2 separate regions of the Ovis aries genome follow, and region 1 is linked to region 2. The links are chromatin contacts, called in public Hi-C maps. All regions are on one chromosome and are shown on one strand. The core of a region is the stretch at or near the end of the contact, and the rest is flanking DNA. Distances in the headings are between cores, read along the strand shown. Region 1 overlaps NSMCE2 (NSE2 (MMS21) homolog, SMC5-SMC6 complex SUMO ligase). Region 2 has its middle 190 kb from the start of TRIB1.

Region 1 (7,441 bases), core at 3,063-5,562, 380 kb after region 2:
GAAGCAAAGGGAGAAAGCGGAAATAACCAGATTGTCAAACAGGGAGGAGCAAGTGGGGAGAAAGTTGTCTCTTCCTCGCCACTGTCTTCCTCCCCAAGGTTTCTCCCCAATTTGTGTCTATTCCTCTGCTTCTCCCTCTTTTCTACGTACCCACCTCAACTCCACTTCCAAAACCATATTCTTATTCTCAAGATTCATTCCTCCTCCCTCTCTGACAAGTGGCATTCCTTTCTCCAGAAGTCAGAAAGTGAAAACCTAGAAAAACACGAGAGTTGCCTGCAATCCCTAAGCTGGCTTCCCCAACCCTCAAGGTCCCCCAAGCATCGAGGGTAAGATCTAGAACTGATTCCAGCTGCAGGCATTGGTCGGGGTAGAGGGGACACAGCACAGAGCAGCTGCTCACCTCTCTACCCTCTGTTCCCGGCCACCCCATGTCCTCATTTGCACTATCTTCAATTACAATGGATGTACTGTCTTCAATTACAAAAGACTCACACGAATGTCCCATGATTAGAATTTACCATCTGATAATTGTATGGTCACCTTCCCTTCCTGGCAAATTTACAAAATGTTATTTTAAAATGTCAGGATTGGACATGTTTAAAAGAAAGAGCACACAGAGACTGGGCCACAAGAATATATAGTCAAAAATTATAATGTGCCTGGGGTAGGACTGCCTTTATTTCCCACGTACAGGATCTTGACTCTCAATATATCAGTTTAATGTGCCAAGGAAAAGCTCAGGCAGAAATGCTTGATTCTGGTTGTCTTGAAGGAAGTTTATGTATTCTTTTTTACAAATAAATATAAAGGTTGCATTGAATCAAAAGTGACAATAAAGTGCTACACAGGTGGGTGCTGAGTGGGGGCAACTTGGACAGAAGGATATATTTGGATTAAAAACTAAAACAACTCTATTAAAAAATCATCTTTTGGAAATCATCACTTGAAGAATAAGAAAACGCTAATACTGTACTGGGAAATGCATTCAACCTCGAGTTAAAGTGTGTTACTTTATACCTCACCAAAAAAATATAATAATTTGTTTACAACTGCCAAAAGCAGTGCTGCCTGAAGTGAAAACGCGAGCATCCATGCAAACAACTCTGTTCAGCAAATAAGTGTAATCTGCTCCCAATGTTAAAAGAATACTTTCCTGTAAAAATGAATCAAGAAATAAAAAAGGGAGCATCTTACTAAATAAAAACAAATGTACCCAAATGCACAGTACAAACAAATAAACTATCGGGACCTCCCTGGAGAGGCTTCTTCACTCACTGTACCTTTAGACCCTGCACTGCAGGGAGACGCTGGCGGAAGACTGGATGCGGGAACAGGGTGAACTCTTCCTCCCCTTCTGAAGCTCTCAGGAACTTGGACAAAGCCAAGGAAGAAGCAAGAGCTGTGGGGCTCTGAATAACTGTTTAATAGTGTTGACTATAAAAAAAAAACAATCGGAGGGTTTGAAATGAATGGAGTTGAAAGGGCAAGAAAGAGGATGTCAGAGAGCTTAAAAGAGCCACAAGATGAGAAGCAGCTCTGCCTGCCGTTGACGGAAGAGGCTTCACTGTTAGCCAAGTTGTTTCCAGAACCCAGCACTGGTTTAAGAGCTGGTTTTTGTCTCTGAGGTAATGTAAAGAACATGAAGTTTTCACACTCTGTTCCTTTTAGGGATCGGCACACCTGGCCTAAGATATGCTAGATATGTGATCATCTCTCAAAGATGTAGCCCACTTAAGAGGCCACTTCATTTCAGCAATAGAACTCCAAAATTATCATTAATTAAAAAAAAAACCTCACGTCTCACAAAAGAGATCATATTATCACTGGTATGTTGACTTCCCCCTCTTCTCCTACTTTTAAAGAGTTCTTTCTTTTTCCTCAACAAAGGCAGTCACCAAGGGGCAGTTTACGTAATGGCTAAGGGCATGGACTCTGCAGCCAGATTTCCTGGGTTTGAATCATGAATATGAAGTTGAACGAGTTGCTCAACTTCTGTGAGGCTCCATATCCCCTTCTGTAAAATGGAGATGATACCACTACCCAGCTCACAGCACCCGGAACAGAGCTGGCTACACAGGAAGTGCTTGAAGAAGGGCAATGGCTGTCACTGTGTTTGTTTGGTTTTTTTAAAGTTAACTGCAAGGTAACAAAATTCTTGTAACCAAACTTAAAAAGAAAGAAAGCATATGACTAATGTACTTAATAACTTGCCTTTCCAAGTTAAGAATATACTTCTTGAAGACTTACTAATTTTTTGTCTCAAATATCTCATAGTTTCTGGCATATAATAAGAGTTCATAAACGTTTTAAGAACAGGAATGAAAGAAAGGAAAAGAACAAAGCTTTGTGGATCAAATAAGGCTGTAATATTTGCTGCATAAATAAATTCAGATTTAATGAGCTTTTATTAAGCGCCTACTTTGTGCCAGACCCTGTGTGAAGTCTTTATGTTGTTTTAATTAATACATTTCTACGGACAAAGCACGTCTACGTAACTGCGTAACAGTGGCTACTAGGCTATGCTGAGGCCCATTTAGAATAGGCCTTCTCAGTTTGCAACCCAAAAAAGGCTGGTTAACTAAAACTTGTTAATTTTCAAGCCATACAAATTACTAACTCATTTATATGCTGCCAAAATGTAGCAGCAGAGAGACCACATGACTGAGACACAAGCGAAGGCTATGCCTGGACTGGCATCTGCTCTTCTAGATCTACAGCAGGGTGGTGGTACCCCTTTGGGGGTACAGAAAGCACCTTGGGATATTTTTAACACCCAGCAAGCCCAAATCAGAAAGCCCAGCTTTACAGGATCTCTTTAACCACAGAATAAGGAACCACATATTACATTCAAGATTTGGCAGCAACTCAATTTCCAAATGTTAGTTCTTCATGAAACCATCCTATATCTCAGGGAAACTTCACATCGAGCTCAGCTCTTCTACTTTTTATTTTACTGGGAAGAAAATTCTAAGCCAGCATAAATGAATAAGTGGATTTCAGTCTTATGAAAGGGCTTTTTGGGTGTGGTCAAGATAGCTAACTTTGAAAACTTAGCAACACAGGATACATTATGAGTAAGTCCTTTCCTTTTTTTTTTTAAATAATGATGCTAACTCACCAGATCCTTCTGAAAGAGTCCTTTTATTAATTTCAATGAAGTCAAGCAGAGAACAAGTTGTAATATGAAACACCATTTATGCAACTATGTTGAAATTCTCTGCCAGAGTTATCTTCATGTAAGAATTTTATGGTAAAACAATTTCAAAATAATATCAAGCATTAGCTTAGGCTCATCTTGGTTTTAGGCTGGCTTTCTATACAAATCACTGAATTCTACTACAAAATGACAGTGCCCTTAAATAGAAAAAAAAAAGAAATCCTCTTCCTCCACAGTTCATATTTTAATAAAAGAGCTGAAACTAAGCTTCAACTGAAATTATATTGTTGGGCAACTCCAGAAACTAAACACAAAAACATGTTAAAGATTGCAACATCAAGGGAAAACCATCCTCATATATGTACTTTTAGATTCCTAGCTGTTTCTGACCCCAGCCCAGATGAGATCAGCTGAAACCTTCAGAGGCTTTCCTGCAGTCAGCCAACAAGCCACTCACTCCTTCCTCAACCACAGGGGTTACCCAGGGAAGGACACGCAATGCATTTAAAGAGCCAACAGAAATCCTGTGGGTGGGTTTGGTCTGCCTTTCAAAACCAATAAGCGTCCCATTATATAACCTTTAATAATAAGAAAGAAGTTTACAGTCATATACCCAACTAAACCCAAGGCAAGCTATGCTGCATGCCTCATTGTACCTTTTTTTTTTTTTTTTTAAAGAAGTGGTAAGAAATAGTAAAAGAAAAAGCTGTCTGAATGGAACAATCCATCTTGTCAGCTAATGCTGGAAAATTAATGAATTGAACTTGGTAGTAAAGCTTAGGCTTGTTTTTTGCAGTGGGTTTCATGGCAGTCTGATGTTTTTGATCAGAAAAGCCCAAGCATCTAAAACAAAATCTCCATGACATCTGATTAATTCTTTATAAAATAAAGTAAGTCCTTAACCACAAGAGAATTCTGAGAATCTGGCTTTTCCAGAAAGCCCAAGAAAAATACTTCAGTTTCACCATTCTCAAATTCATTTGACTTTGAAACAAAATAAACATATTACTCTATTTAATATCTTGCACAAGCGAATTCACAAGAATGAAATGTGTTCAGAGTTCCTAGAAAAAATGTAGCAATACAGGCTGCCAACTCGTTCAATGTCAAGCTCTAGGCAGTATAGCCACACTAGCAGTAAATGACTCAGAGTGAGTCACGCTTAAGCTATTTTTGCTTTTAAAGTACTGCCAGGCACTGTGCTAATATTCAACCCAGAGTAAATTTAGCCCAACAAGAAAACAAGTGTTTCCATGGTTGCTTCTTCACAGTGTTTATGGTATATATGCAGCCATTAGGCACAGGAATCTAGCCAGATAAATTAAATGATCATCTTTCATTTATATCCAAGCTTTGGAACACTGGAAACACTAAATGCAACTTATTCTTTCATCTCCTGACTGTCCACCCCTCCAGACCCCAAATAGCAACTACATAGAGAGGATTCTGTTAAAGATTCATATAAAAGTTTGTACCATTAAAGTACCTTTAGTGGATTGTTGTTCATGGATTTTATTTGGCTTTGTATTAAGAGTCACAACCTGCTGATGGTGCAGCCACAGGGAACTAAACTGCTTAAAAAGTATCCCGCAAAACCAGCAGGAAATGCGGACAACAGATACTAAGTGAATCATTAGGCAGTATCCACCCAGTGAATGGTCAGAGTCTGGGAATACAAACACTCACAGGGTGTCTAAAGAACATTAGTTGTTCTAATTCAAAAAGATATATACACGCCAATATTCATAGCAGCACTATTAACAGTCAAGATATGGAAGCAACCTAAATGTCCATCAACAGATGAATGGATGCAGAAGATACAGTATATACACACAATGGAATATTACTCAGCCATAAAAAAAGAATGATACAAAGTCATCTGAAGCAACATGAATGGATCTGGAGATTATCATATTAAGTAAATAAGTCAGACAGAGAAAGACAAACATCATATATCACTTATATGTGGAATCTAAAAAAATGATACAAATGAACTTAATTTACAAAACAGACTCACAGATATAGAAAACAAACCCATGGTTAGCAAAGGGAAAAGTGCAACAGCCACTCACTTGAGTAACACATTGACTACGGAACAGATGCTAGGACTTTCCTCTAATTAAAGCTACCTGTCTATTTAAAGCTGTTAGAAATCTAAGTCTAGATAAAGCTGTTAGAATCCTTAGCTTTATCTACAGAATCAATGCTACAGTTGTATACAGTGGTTAGCTGTTATACTCAGCGAAGAAATATTACAGCTAACTGTCCCAGTCCAGGTTTTCAGAGTAAGAAGCATGCGCTCCAGGATGCAAACTCTTGTAATTTTTATTTAAAATGAACTTTTGTCTAAACAATGAGGGGGAGTAAGACTAGGTTTCACTAGTAATGTACATATGGACATTATGCAGACCATGTATAAAAATGAATAAATAAAATATCACAAGGGTGTGCTCCTCCCCAAAGGAGAAAACAAAAAACGTGGAGACCACTGCTATCACAAGCACAGCCACCTGAAGCACGGAACCCTCTCCTCTTCACCCTGTATCTCAGTAAATGCTTGCTCTTTTTTCCCACCTACATTTTAATGGGGCACCAGCACAAAGGAAGTATAGTGGAAAAGCCTAGGTCAGCAAGCAACTGGAGAAGACAGAGAAATGGTAATCTGAGCAAGGCAAGTCTGGAAAACAGCCACATGGAGCACCTCAGCACAGCTGTAATGATAGCACTGGGCCAAGGACAGTCACTCTGAGTCAGAAAGCCGACCAGTTAGTTCTCCTATCAAGATGCCAGGAACACGTGGACTCCCTGAAAATTATAATGGGGGCTCAAAAGCTATTGAGAGTGAACTGAAAAAAGCCTAGTCCAAGTGTAGCTACATAACAGACATCTTTCGCAACACAGTTCTTGGGGAACAACTGTGAAGGGGTTGCTCAGTCAATGCTAAAGGTAGAAATTCCTAACATCGCCTCTGACTTGCATGAATGGCATCTTAACTTCCACAGAAAGCATCTAGCTCAAGGCTTGACGTATAGCAGATGATTAATACAGCTCTCTGAAATAAACAGGTAAATTATAAAACTATCTCCCCATAAAACATCTTATTTGAAACTCATGCATTCTAAAGCTCTGTATCTGTTACCCCTGTGTTTATTGTATAGGTAAGTTTCACCAGCAAAAGCCTAAGGGATGAAAAATAATCTATCAGAATTTCTTGCTTTCTGACTCCCTTGCTCCCCGATTTCACTAATTCTATTAATCCCAGGGATTCTACTCATCTTTACCTGAAAGTTCCATATTGAGAGAAGTATAAATAGTAATTAAATCTTCACAGAAGGAACATTTTAAAATTTAAGCAGAGACAAAGATGGGGAGGACGAAGAGCTGAAGTAAATTTTCAGGTCAATGAAACTATTCTTTATATTACACTGGTGGATACATGACATTATGCATCAAACACCCACAGACCATTTGATTCAGCAGCCCCACTTCTAGTTGTGAATTGAAAGCAGGAGTTGAAAACATATTTGTACACCAAAGTCCATTAGCAGCATTAGCGTTCTTAGGTGGTATTTGTTGATGGCTGAATGGATAAACAAAATGTGGTATATACAGGCAATGGAATATTATTCAGCCTTCAAAAGGACTGAAATTCGGATACATGCTACAGCATGGGCCTTGAAGACACTGTGCTAAATGAAATAAGCCAGACACAAAATGACAAGTGCTGTATAATTCTACTTATATGAGGTATCTAACCAAGTGAACAGTGGTTACCAGGAGTCAGGAGTGGGAAGGGGCACATTTGATGGGTATAGTTTCAGAGGTGTGAGAGAGGGATAGTCATGATGGCTGTACAACAAGATGAATGAACTCGATGCCACTGAACTGTAGGCTGAAAAAAGGCTGGAATGATAGGTTTCATGTTACACATATTTTACCACCAAAACGCCCCATAGAACAGTATAATACAAAGACTGAGTTCTAATGGAAATGATGGACTTTAAGACCCTGAGGCTGGGAAAGACTGAGGGCAGTAGGAGAAGGGGACGACAGAGGATAAGATGGTTGGATGGCATCACTGACTCAATGGACATGAGTTTGGGTGGACTCTGGGAGTTGGTGATGGACAGGGAGGCCAGCGTGCTGCAGTTCATGGGGTCGCAAAGAGTCGGACACGACTGAACAACTGAACTGAACTGAATGTGTTAACATTGGTTCATCAGCTGTAACTGATATAACACACAAATATGCAATATGTTAAAAATGGCAGCTTCAGGGGTG
Region 2 (7,588 bases), core at 2,876-5,375:
AATATTGACCCCAGATCTAGACAGCATTTGAAGGGGACCGTGAAACATGAGAAGAACCACCGCAGGGGGAGGAGAGGGAGAGGAGGCGGGGAAGGAAGGAAGGGCGGGGGGAGAAAGACTGGCCACAGTAAAGGCCGGGGGTCCGAGGGCACCTGCCAGGCTGCCCAGAGTCACCAGGGCAGACACCACGTGACTTTCCTGCTTCCAGTTCCTTTCCTTCCAGGGTAGGATCCAGGCAAGGCTCACCAGGGCTTTCGGAAACTCCGCTCCTCCACAAAACGTGAATTGCCACAGTCTTGTCAGGGCTCCCTGGTAAATCAGTTGGTAAAGAATCCGCCTGCAATGCAGAAGACCCCAGTTCAATTCCTGGGTGGGGAAGATCCCCTGGAGAAGGGATAGGCTACCCACTCCTGTATTCTTGGAGAAACTTCCCCTGTGGCTCAGATGGTTAAGAATCCACCTGCAATGAGGGAGACCTGGGTTCGATCCCTGGGTTGGGAAGATCCCCTGGAGACGGAAAAGGCTACCCACTCCAGTATTCTAGCCTGGAGAACTCCATGGACTGTATAGTCCATGGGGTCGCAAACAGTGGGAACAGACATGGGGTGGCAAACAGTGGGGACACCACTGAGCAACTTTCACTTCGTTTCACTTCACTGTCGGTCTCGCCAATGTCCTGTTCCCTCTTTCAGGCTGAACTCACTCTTGACGGGACTCACTTTCCACCCCCACCATCCACCTCTTACTCTGGCAGGCCGCGTCCTAATCAATTAGAGGGCTGGACGTGGTACCCTCACCCTAGGCAGATCAGTCTCCCTTCCAATGGGTTCCCGTCAAGCTTTCATTCCCATGGTGCTTACTCAACTACCCAGCACTCACCAGTGTATGTGTCTTTATCTCCTGTGAGGCTGTGAGCCTCATGAGAACCGGGCTCTTATTTAGTTTCCCAGACTATAACACAGCTCCTGGCACACAGAAGATGATAAGCAAATAAAGTAGAATGGCAAGCTGAGCCAATGAAATGACAATGGGGAGACACGAGAAATGAGGAGAGAGAGGAAACGGGGGCCAGATTTTGAGTTAGAGCAGGGTTTTTAAGCCAGGTTCATTTGTTCCCCTTTTCCCCTGTGGTCACTGGGGAAGGACTGATGGGTTTTGGGGAAAGAAGCAATACATCTTGTGCATCAGGGTCTAGCATGACTACAGAGAGAGAGCAGGGCTGGGGGCAGAGAAAGTCTTTAGGAAGCTTTTGTGATGGCTCAGACAAGAAATGAGAAGGTGGACATATGACTCATTCGAAGAAGCCTTTTGAAAACTGGAACCTTACCAAGGGGGAAAGGGGGTGGGATGGACTGGGAGGTTGGGATTGGCATGTATACACTGCGGATGTTATGTATACAATAGACAGGGCTTCTCTGGTTCTCAGCAGTAAAGAATCCGCCTGCAATGCAGGAGTTGCAGGAGACACAGGTTCGATCCCTGGGTCTGGAAGATCTCCCAGAGGATGGCATGAAACCCACTTCAGTGTTCTTGCCTGGAGAATCCCATGGACAGAGGAGCCTGGCGGGCTACAGTCCATAGGGTCGAAAAGAGTCGGACATGACTGAAGCGACTTAGCACACACACGTACACATGCATGAAATAGAGTACTAATACTACCAGTGCCCTGTGGTGACCTAAATGGGAAGAAAATCCAAGGAAGAAGGGATATATGCACATATAGCTGATTCATTTTGCTGTGCAGCAGAAACTAACACAGCATTATAAAACAACTTTACTCCAATAAAAAAATTTTTTTAAAAACCACTGAAACCAGAGGACACAGAGCACATTCAAGCTCTAGCTAAAGTGGCCAAGAGCTGTCCTGGAGGACTGGCAGGATTCCATGACACCAGGCAAGACTGCTGTTCACAAGTCTGGGGAGGGGTGAGAAATCGCCATGTGTACATCAGAGCTCTTAAGAAATATTACATGAATAAGTGGAAGCCTTGGCAAGCACTTCCCTGGGAAACCGCCTATTACATGACTAAGGCCCTGAGAAATCTCTGTTGATGGCCTGGCAGAACCTTCGCCGGCTGAATCTTTCACTGAAAACCTCAGAGGGCTTCTGGGAGCATGTGGATTATGGGCTGTGGGAATCTCAGGTCATAAAACTTTCGCCCAGCTGCTCGAGTGCCCAGCCGGGCAATTAAGGAGGATGCTTTCAAGCAGATCAAAAGACTCTAGTGAGGTGATCTCAGGAAGCTTCCTGCCCTCCCTGTGAGGAAGGCAGGAGTCAGGACTCATTATCCTCATTTTACAGATGAGAAAAGTAGGTTCCCTGGTGAGTAAGTCCCTTGCCTGAAGTCAAACAATCAGCAAAGGGTGGAACCCAAAATAAGCATCACAGTCACCCAATTCCCAGGACATCATCACTCCAGAGCCTTCCATTCCTTGGAAGCTGGATTGCTTCTTGGGAAGTCTGGAACCACGTTTGGGATGTTAGGGCCTGGAGTGGTCCACAGGGTCTTTTCCAACCATCTAGCACCCACAGACACTTCCATGCACACACAGTGACTTGCATCTGTCCTTTGCAACACTGAGATGTCTTGATAGCATACCCAGGCCCCCAACCTAACAATAACAACCCAATTACTCCTTGGCCAACCTATATGCAAGCCATTTAAGAGGACACACTTGATCTTAGTCATCATCTTAGAGAACTCCTCAAGTTCATAAAGTCATACCTGATTTCAGATCCCAGTTCTGCACTTGCTCTTCCCAGGACCTAGTCAAGTTACTGAACGTAAGTGCCACTTCCCGCATCTAGGAACTGGAGATATTCAAAATAGCTCTCTAACTGGGATATTGTGAGGCGTCAGTGAAGTCAGGCACATAAAAAGCACAGCAGAAAGCCCAGCATGGAGTAACCATTCAATAAATGTCAGCAATTACGAATAGCTTTGCTTATATGAGTGATCTGATTTTGAAAAGTAACTCTCCGTTCTCTGTCTGTTCATAGTCTGGTTATTAAAGAGTTAAGTTCAAACCTTAGTATCTGACCAACTCCTTCCCTTCCGGACAAGGAAGTTTATTTTTGCTCTTAATAATCTCAGCTACTTGCCATGTTTTAAACAAGAGGTGATTCATTTCTCTTCATTCAGAGGATACCTGTTAGAGCAAGAATGCTGTGTCTGGCTGGTCAGGGCCTTAAAATTCTCTCTGGGGTCCTGCCTTGTACCTCCCTTGTCATTGTCACCTGGTCATCAATAAGTCCAGTGTCCTACCAATTCAAGGCGGCTGACAAGGATAGGTCAGAGGCTGGGATTCTGATGCAAGATGGTACAGGCAGCTGTGGTCCCTGACTCCAACAGCATCTTCACCTGGGTCGATTTTATCGTGTCTTCTGACCTGGAAGATGGTCTCTCCATATGAACCCTGGTTATTTAATGCACTTGAAAAGTCAAGTCCTTTTATAGGCTATTGTTCTTTTTCAATATTATGGTTGCACTTCATACACACCAATGTCCCATCCTAATCCCATCAGCCCATCCCGCAGATCATCAGCAGATTGGTGACAGTCCCCATAAACTCCACTGCCTTCTTGCACCCCTACATCTCTTGATCTGAGCTCTTTCTATGCCACAGTAGTGCCTTCAGCCCTCTCTGGGGGCAGGCCAGGGAGATAATGCCTCCATGAGTGACCCTCAACTGATACAGAACAAGAACTAGTAGATAAATACCCCAGTGAGCTTACCCCTCCTTGGGGCAACTTCGAGATCAGCCAGTACTGCCTCTTAAAGGGCCCGTAGCACACCTCAGGCCCAGGTGCCCACGGTAACAAGTGACTCATTTGCGCACATTCACTGGCTTCCTCCTTTCCCTGGATCAGTTCCTCACTCCCCAAATGAAGCTTCCTCAGATCACCTCCATTCTGACTGCGGCACTTAAAATCTCTGCCTGGGGTCTGCTTTTGGGAGAACCCAAACTAAGACAGGTTCTTCAAAGAAAGTTGCGGTTATACTAAAAGAGCACAAACGATTTTACATTAGGCAGACAGTGTGAAGCATGATATAGAGCAAGTCTAAAATGAATAAAACCCCTGGTTACAAAGCCTCTGTCTCAACAGACTCTTGCAACACTGTTCTTGTTGCTCAGGCGCCCAGTCATCTCTGACTTTTTGTGACCCCGAGGACTGCAGCACACCAGGCTTCCCTGTCCCTCACCATCTCCTGGAGTCTGCCCAAGTTCATGTCCATTAAATCAGTGATGCCCTCCAACCATCTCATCCTCTGCCCCCTTCTCCTCCTGCCCTCAATCTTTCCCAGCATCAGGGTCTTTTCTGATGGGCTGGCTCTTCACTTCGCATCAGGTGGCCAAAGTATTGGAGCTTCAGTTTCAGTATCAGTCCTTCCAATGAGTATTCAGGGTTGGTTTCCTTTAGGCCTGACTAGTTTGATCTCCTTACTGTCCAAGGGACTCTCAAGAGTCTTCTCCAGCACCACAGTTTGAAAGCATCAGTTCTTTAGTGTTGACTACCAGTTAACTCAAGGTCAGGGCCTCGTTCACTAGTCATGCCTACCCTGACCATGAATATGATGTGAATGCTTCCAGAGTCTGTAGCCAGCCAGTGCCAAGCTCTCAGAAATAAATGAATTAGAATCTCCGAGACCAAGAGGATCAGCTTGAGTGCAGTGGCTCAGAAGTTTTTCAGTAGCCTCTTTACATCTTGGAACTTGACTCAGAATCTGCAACCATAGAGGTTAAAACCAAAGAAAACAAAAATTAGAAATATTCCATTTAAATCTCCTTGTCTATTGAGAGCAAGGTGGCGTTATCTTACACACCAGATGCAAACAGAGGCAGGCATTTTTCCCGGATCATCAGGGAACACAGTGACACGCTGGACAGAGACAGTGGCCCTGACGCAGACACACCAGCCTTGGCAAGAGCCTCCAGAGCCTGGCCGTAGACATCAGAGCAGACAGTTGGAGCTGAAGAGGGGAAAAGTAAACACCACATGGGAGCCAGAAGGACAGAGTTCACAGGTACACACAAGTCATCCCCTGGGACTTCCAGAAATAACAGGCGAAAGTCTTGGCAAGGACTCCAAGGCCGTGGTGGAAGAGACTAGCACCGGGTGGGCATGGATAAATAACTATAATGTATTGATGATGATAAAGGTGATGGATGTGATGGATATGGTGACCCTGACTCTTGCCCAAACATGTGGTCCCTGGGGACTTAGGAATATAAAATCATGTTTTTCCTAATGGTATTGTAAATCCCTATAGTACAGCAACTCACCTCACCTTCTAGTGTGTTGTTAAACACTCAACACTGGGTGAAGAATATAGATGAAGAGAAAGAGACAATTTTCTTTTCTATTTAACGAAAGAAGTGAAAGTGTTAGTCACGTCTGACTCTTTGCAACCCCCTGGACTGCAGCCTGCCAGCCGCCTCTGTCCTTGGAATTCACCGGACAGAGGCAAGACACTGGAGTGTGTAGCCATTCCGTTCTCCAGGGGATCAACCCAAGATCGAGAGGTGGAACCCAGGTCTCTCACACTGCAGAAAGACTCTTTACCATCTGAGCCACCAGAGAAGTCTTTGTTTAATGAGCTTAACACAAAAAGTTTAAGCTTCATCCCCTTGCTCTTGTCCCTTGGTTAGAGGCTGCTTTTTCGCTGGGTCTGCTGAAGACAGAAGCCTGTGTATTCAGTGCTTTACACCGGCCTACTTATCATCACATCACAGCCAGCCCCACCTCAAATTGGAAAGTATAATCTCAAAGCCCTCCCAGGTTGGCCCAGCTCTAAGAACAATCAACTCAGAAAACATGGAATGGAGAAAGCATCTTTGCAGGCATGGACCATTTCCAAAATAATAAATGATGCTGCTATAAAGCACAAAGTGTGGGGGTCCCTTGTTACACAGCAACAGGTAATTAACACATCCTCGACTGAAGGGCTGTGTCCCACACTTTAGATAACACCATTCTAAAGGACCGACATTAAGTCACCATTCCAGTGGGGTGAGTGGGATAATGATGAAAAGCAGAGAGGCAGAAAGCTAGATGAGAAGTCAAAAGCCTCAAGTTCTGGTTCCAACTCTATCAAGACTCCCCAGCTGTGTGAGCTCCGTGAGATCATTTCCTCTTCTGTAAAGTGGAATTCATGATAAATACCCATCTTACGTCACACTGTCATTATTAGACTCAGATGACAGAACCCAAGCAAAGCTTTGTTAATACGTGAGATTATATCCCAAGTAAGGGGTTATAATCATCCACGTTATCAAAATCATCCTTATGGATGGCTGTTACAAAGTAAAGCCGGCAAAAGTTAAAGTTACTCAGTCAAAGTAAACAGAACCCACTCTGAGTAATTGGAACAAGGTGATGTTAACATGGGAAATGGGCTACGCAGCTGATGGAAAGGCTGGAAACCCCACCAAGAAGTAATGGGGCCACCCAACGATTAATAATAGCAGCAAGTCCCTTAGCTGGAGGGACAGTGAGAAGCGGCAGGATCATAGGAACCCAAGGCCTGGGGTCACCCTATAAGAAGCTGGAACCGTGGTAGGAGCCAGAGCCAAGAAAGAAATGCAACCTCTGCCTCGCGCTCCTGAAGGCGGCGGGGAGAGGAAATGCCCTTTCCGATTTCTCCCTTCCCGATGCCCTTCAACAATGGTCCAGTGCCTCCCATGTGCCAGACCCAGCCAGAAACCAGCTGACACGGGAGTGACAAGTGGACCTGGAGCCAAGAAGCCCTGGGCCAAAGAAGCAGTCTGTTCAAGCAGAAATGCGGTAACACACTGGAAATGGAAGTGACGCACTGCAAAGCCCCAGAGACTCAGACTCCAAAAGAGCCTGGCAACTCATCCGGCGCAATCTCTCATTCTCCAGGTGAGGCTTCAAAGAGGAAAATGATACGACTTGCCCCAAATCAGCTGGCTAGGGGCAGCCTGGATCCAGGGCCTCTGAATTCCCAGTTCATAGCGTTTTCTTCACAGCGTTAACTTTAGCAGAGGCACTTCAGCTTCACAACAGGAGGTATTGCAATAGTTGATTTCTAAGGTGGCTATTTGAACCTGAGAACTCACTTTCCCCTGAAACAAGGTTATCTTGGCTGACTGCCGGTGGTCCCAGTCTGGCTGTTGAGCCCACAGCATGAGAAGAAAAGAGGGCTTCCCAGGTGGCTCAGAGGTAAAGAACCCACCTGCCAATGCAGGAGACTCAAGAGATGTGGGTTTGATCCCCGGGTTAGGAAGATCCCCTGGAGGAGGAAATGGCAACCCGGTCTAGTATTCTTGCCTGGAGAATCCCACAGACAGGGGAGCCTGGCAGGCTGAAGTCCATGGGGTCACAGAGAGTCAGACACGACTGAGCAAGTAAACACACACACACACAACAGGCTGATGAGCATCTTTCTCCCAGGGCAGAAGAGAAGAGAGTCTCCCCCATGTCCTTGCTCTGCCATCCAAGGTGTGATGGGCGTGGGGACCCCCACCACCCCTACTGCTATTCTTTCCCACAGTGATCATTCCTGTGGCTGCAGGGCTAGCAATGGAGGAAGAGCACCTGGAAGGCTGAAAGCAGGTGCTTTTT

Evidence for each region. A called contact is a pair of places that touch in the nucleus more often than the background predicts.
Region 1: a Hi-C map of liver shows a contact between it and region 2, with 7 times the contacts expected there. The contact joins two enhancer-like sites. A contact is called at or near these places in 5 of 16 Hi-C or Micro-C datasets (hypothalamus, liver, muscle and 2 more).

Annotation. Positions count from the first base shown.
Region 1 is chr9:27,999,704-28,007,144 of ARS-UI_Ramb_v3.0, forward strand. The region is part of intron 4 of NSMCE2 (NSE2 (MMS21) homolog, SMC5-SMC6 complex SUMO ligase); the gene reads right to left. Among named protein-coding and RNA genes, the nearest start is that of NSMCE2, 110 kb to the right of the region's middle. Within about 2 kb of position 4,313, at least 30 of the 54 cell types and tissues checked have an H3K27ac peak or open chromatin away from gene starts, as enhancers often do. A contact at or near this core is called in liver, where this site is marked.
Region 2 is chr9:27,622,121-27,629,708 of ARS-UI_Ramb_v3.0, forward strand. No RefSeq gene overlaps it. Among named protein-coding and RNA genes, the nearest start is that of TRIB1, 190 kb to the right of the region's middle. Within about 2 kb of position 4,126, at least 2 of the 54 cell types and tissues checked have an H3K27ac peak or open chromatin away from gene starts, as enhancers often do. A contact at or near this core is called in liver, where this site is marked.